Linked DNA regions of Mus musculus: region 1 is linked to region 2. A link is a contact called in public HiChIP or PLAC-seq data. All regions are on one chromosome and are shown on one strand. Each heading gives the region's core, a stretch centred on a gene start, on an enhancer-like site or on the middle of the called end of the contact. The rest is flanking DNA. Distances are from core to core; before and after follow the strand shown.

The links. HiChIP or PLAC-seq counts read pairs in DNA pulled down with a chosen protein or histone mark.
Region 1: an HNF4G HiChIP or PLAC-seq map of pancreatic cancer cells shows a contact between it and region 2. The contact joins the promoter of Omp here to the promoter of Ints4 in region 2.

Annotation. Positions count from the first base shown.
Region 1 is chr7:98,144,059-98,146,758 of GRCm38.p6, reverse strand. It overlaps Omp (olfactory marker protein), which reads left to right and starts at 1,312. Exons shown (of 1, transcript NM_011010.2): 1 at 1,312-2,700. The coding sequence starts at 1,341. The coding sequence ends at 1,832. All of the region lies in intron 3 of Capn5 (calpain 5), which reads left to right.
Region 2 is chr7:97,479,597-97,482,296 of GRCm38.p6, reverse strand. It overlaps Ints4 (integrator complex subunit 4), which reads right to left and starts at 1,341. Exons shown (of 23, transcript NM_027256.2): 1 at 1,147-1,341. The coding sequence starts at 1,200.

The sequences.
Region 1 (2,700 bases), core at 63-2,562, 660 kb before region 2:
TCAGTTACAGAGCCCTTGAGTTCAATTCCCAGTACTCTACAAACAAAACAAAATAAAACAGTTTGCCGTGGTGACTCATACCTGTGAGCCCAGCACGTGGGAGGCTCAAGCAGGAGGGTTTCTGGGAGCCTGAGGCCAGCCTGGATGGCTACACAGTGCGGCCCTGCGCCAAACAACACAACACAAAACAAACACAAACAAACAAATAGAACAGAGCAGGCAAGTTGCCCATCGTGCATCATGGGGCTCTGTGCTGGTCATAACCCCAAACCCCGAGTGGTTCAGTTGACCTCCATCTGGCAATAGAATGTACTTCTGATCCCCTAGACCGTTCCAGTGGTTCCAGCTACTACACCTCACCCCATGCCTCTTTCGTGTGTGTGTGTGTGTGTGTGTGTGTGTGTGTGTGTGTGTGTGTGTGTGTGTGTGTGATGTTCCGAGACAGCAGCATCTCTGTCTCCACCACTCAGAGGCACTCACAGACTCCAGTTCTGCCATCTGTCCACATACACTGCCTGGGTTCCACCTCCCACTGACATTCCCTTGTAGGTCCCCAGCTTCTTCCCTGGCCTCACGTCTCCCACGGGAGGTGGAGGATCAGTTTAGGCGGAATGGCTGGTAGGATTTTGGTGGACGTGAGAGCCAATCCTGTGGCTATGTGGTTGGATCGATCAAACCACGGCCTCTGGGAGCCGAGCCAGCCGTCTGTCTGGCAGATGATTTGGGATTTGAGAGCTGCAGGTTCAGATGGGAGGTGACAGCTGGGCTGGGTCCTGATGGTGATAAAGGAGAGGGAGACACCAGGGCACCTGACAGGACCTGACAGGGGCTATGACAGAGTGGGGTGGGGGGTGCGGAGGAGGAGGCAACCATGGAAAGTTGGCTTGGCTGACTACAGAAAACTGAAATGTGTGCCACCGGTGCTACCCCGCCCTGCCACCTCTTTCCTGGACAGTCTTCGGTTACCTCCATGTGTCTATAACCTCACCTATCTCCCAACAGCCCTGTGGAGTATTCCATTCTTCACAAACAAGCAAAGCTCCAGCTTGCCACTACCACTGTAGTCAAGGTGGTTGCCACAGCAGTTGATATCAGTGCTCTGGTCCCCAGGGAGCCCATCACCCTCCAGCCTGCCTACAGCACAGCTTTACCAGTTAGGAGGCAGTTGGACACACACACTCCTGTGTCCCCTGTTCTGAGAACTGGGTGGGGCCAGAAAGGCTGGAAAGGGAGGCGGGCCTTCAGGTGGCCTCTTCTCTTGGCATCGGAGGATCCAGCCCACTTGATTCCCTGACGCTGGTGGTAGTGGTGGCAGTGGCAATCGCTGTAGCACTTGGGCCATGGCAGAGGATGGGCCGCAGAAGCAGCAGCTGGAGATGCCGCTGGTTCTGGACCAGGACCTGACCCAGCAGATGCGGCTCCGAGTAGAGAGCCTGAAGCAGCGTGGGGAGAAGAAGCAGGATGGTGAGAAGCTGATCCGGCCGGCTGAGTCCGTCTACCGCCTCGATTTCATCCAGCAGCAGAAGCTGCAGTTCGATCACTGGAACGTGGTTCTGGACAAGCCCGGCAAGGTCACCATCACGGGCACCTCGCAGAACTGGACGCCCGACCTCACCAACCTCATGACACGCCAGCTGCTGGACCCCGCCGCCATCTTCTGGCGCAAGGAAGACTCCGACGCCATGGATTGGAATGAGGCAGACGCCCTGGAGTTTGGGGAGCGCCTTTCTGATCTGGCCAAGATCCGCAAGGTCATGTATTTCCTCATCACCTTTGGCGAGGGCGTGGAGCCTGCCAACCTAAAGGCCTCTGTGGTGTTTAACCAGCTCTGATGACAGCCCTGGCTGCCCTACCCCTGGCCCCACCTCTCCCTTGCCTGGATCTCCTTCCTCATGTGTATTTTGGGGACATTCTTCTAGCTGCTCCTCCTGTGCTCATCTTGGCCAGAGTTCCCCCGAGTGCTACATCCCCTCCTTTTCCCTGGTGCCAGTGCTGCGGCTCACAGTGATGTCCCATGGCTCCGTAGTCTAGAAGCCGGATGCTGCTACTATAGACTGTAGAGGCCTTTTGGGTCCACGTGGGAAGATGGATGGGCCCCCTGTGGTGAAGAGCGGGACTGAGAGATAAAGAGACTGACCAAGAGATGCAAACGGCCAGCACTGATTCCTCCCTTCAGGGATGGGAGACTGAGACTGGACAGGAACACCTTCCGGGGAACCTGGCAAGAAGGCGTTTGCCCTGCTGGCCAAAGCTGGAGCCAGGAGGCGAATGCCCAGCCTCTGGCAGCAGGAAGGTTCTCCTCCCAGTGTCGGCAGCAGCCCGCTGTGACCTTAGGGCCTTCAAGACACTGGGCAGGATGACAGCGGGGCTTGATCTGACTGCTTTTCCAGGTCTGGGCCTGGTTTTTATGGAGAAGTGAGAGAGCGTGTAGAAACTGAAACAACTCTAGCCACCCACGCTCATATGGGTATTGAGAGATGGCATAACTATTTGTATGGATGTGGGCCTGAGGGCTAGTCCTGGTGAGGAGTAAGGCTAACTTTAGTTTAATTATTGAGCTGGTACTGGCTTGTGGACTTGGTGGAGGTGATCCTGACTGAGGCGTCCTTGGTGCAGTGCTTTTTGAACTGGGAGACTGAGACTCGAATGGTGTAGCAGAGTTAGAGGGGTCCAGGGCTCTGAGCTAGCAACAGTGATGTC
Region 2 (2,700 bases), core at 92-2,591:
TGAAAATACTTTAATTTTTTCCTGTTGAATTAATGAATGAATGGAAGGTTTAAGAGTCATTTTCCATCAGGCATGGTGATGCAAGCCTTTAATCCCTGCACTTGGGAAGAAAAGGCAGGCTGATTCCTTCCTGTTCATGATCAGCCTGCTCTACATAGTGAGACCCTGTCTCAAAGAAAAAAAAAATTTTTTTTTTTCCTTAATGAGACCACTCTGCCTAAATATCTAAGACTGCTGGGGATCCACTGGCATAAACCCCCGGGCCTGGTCAAAATGCAGATCTTGCCTCACACCACCAACCTATTGAACATAATCTGCATCATAACAAACTCCCTAAAAGAGCGAGATCTGTAACAGCTCGGTGGTAGACCACATGCCTCAGCATGCATAAGGCCCTACACTCAATCTCCCCTACTACAAAAAAGATAAAAAATTTAAGTATTCCTCAAGACGCGTATATTTTGTATGTATCTGTGTACATATGGAAATTTAAGAAGCAGAATACATCGCTTCTACAGAGACACTGTGGAGCACACTGACAGTTCTGACAGGGGCTCTCTTGGTCCACCTATGTTTAAAAGAGAGAGGATGATAGGTTTGCCGTCCTGTGACTCTTGCCTGCTTGGTCTGAGCCTTGAATTCTACAGACCTTTAGTCAGCTTGGGGTTTTGCATACAGCTCAACTTGTCTCTGAAAGTTAGAGGTACACGAGTTAAGAGGAGTTCTGCCACCAACTGAGGACAGGAGAATGCAAATATAACCGATCTGGCACAACCGAGCTGTGAGACATTAAAATAAGATACCTGACAGTTTTTAAAACTATACAGCACGTTGTCCCAATGATTTTGTTTTGTCTTTATCAAGTGAGCTGGGAGTGTGACTTTGGGATAGAGTGATAAGTTAGCATGCTTAAGACCCCGAATTCTAGTCCCAGAACTTTAAATACAACAACAACAACAAACCCCAAAGTCAGAGTACACATGAGAACAGCGGCCTCGACCTAACACGCCCCCTGCCTGACGCGCAGCCTAGGAACCTAAACCTAAGCCGGCTACACACAAGCTTAGGCGCTGATCTGGAGAACAGCCTGGGTGCGGACAACCCTCCCGCGCAGACTGGTCCATGGCTTTTTCTGCCAGCGCTTACCTGAACCACTTTAGTGAACTCCTCATACACCCGCTTTTTCAGGTGCGCCGCCATGGCTGCACCGGACCTTCTCGGCTTCTGTACTTGCTGAGAACGTGGAGAGAAACCTTTCTACAGCACCGATTTCGCTGCAATCCCACAAAGCAGTGGGGTTGCTGGATAGAGAGGCCTCTTCCTGAAGCTCCACTGCCCAGTGAGTCGATTGGCTGCCGCTACTGCTGGGAGACGGAAATTAGAGTGCATCCTGGAAGATGGGTGGAGTAAAAGGCGGGGCTGGTGGGAGCTGGAGGCAAAACCCGGAGCTGTATCCTGGAGGTGCCCTGCTAGAATCTTAGGGTGAGTGTTGCCATAGTTCCAGCTCCTCCCCGAAGTTCGTTTTACTTTGTTACAGTAATTTAGAAGTTATCCATCAATAAGAAAGAAGAAGAAGAAAAACGGAAAGATAAAGAAAAGAAAGCCAAGAATCTTCCTGTTGAATCAATGAAAGGTTTAAGATCATTTTTCTGAATGGTACTACTCTGCAAGTCTGAAGATTTAAGAATGCTGGTGGTCCACCCGGAGCCAAGTCTCTATCAGGACTGTCAGTGTGTTCCACGAATCTCTGGTGAAGAGACTAATGCTTCCTCTGACAGCTGGGAAACAGTGAAAAAGAATCTTGAGACTGAGGATGAAGCCACGTGTTGTGGTGTCAAAAACCAGGAGCCAACACTGAGATATAGAAAGGCAAAAATGTTACCATTACAGACACACCCACACACACACACCCACAGTAGAAGGATGAGGTGTCCTCAAAGTCTTACAAAGGTTCTTTATGACTTTGGCAAGCAAGCAAAGCTTAATAAAAAGGGAACTTTATTATGATTAGCATTTAGCATAAACTCAATTACAGGTTTTTAACTTCATTGTAGTTGGTAGGTTTCAGAAAACCTTGTTTTTCAAGTTAAGTCTGCTTCTCAGAAGGTCTTTGTAGTCTTTCTTTGGAAAACAGTCTACATAATAGAAAGATAAATCTCATTTTGCCTAAAAAATGCAAGTACAAATATCAAGACCCTGGAAATAAGTCTAGAACATGAACAATGAGTAGAATAGAGTTCCTGTTATTATTTAACCCTTGTTAAGATCAATAATGAAGGAAGGAATAAGAATGGAATTGCTGTTATTATTTAACCCATATTAAAGTGAATAGTGAAGGCAGAAATAGGGGAGTCAGATTCTAACACAACACTCCTTTAAGACTCTGGTACTTGAACAAGTGACCTCCACGACAAGCATACTGATAATCCCTACCTAACAAAAACATGCTTACAGTGTAATGAAACAATACAGAAACAAGAACACCCTGCATCTGAGATATGTGGTGCTCTTGAGTTTTACAACTCACCTGTTCTTTACTTTTTTAACCAAAACATGGGACATTTAGAGGAGGGAACAGGAAGTTGGTAGGTACAGAGGACCCAAAAACACATAGATTATCTTTATCCTATACTATACGTAGGAAGACTGTGTTACAGCTCAGATGGAAAGGTGTCCTGGCAGTTAGGAGTCAAGGAATAC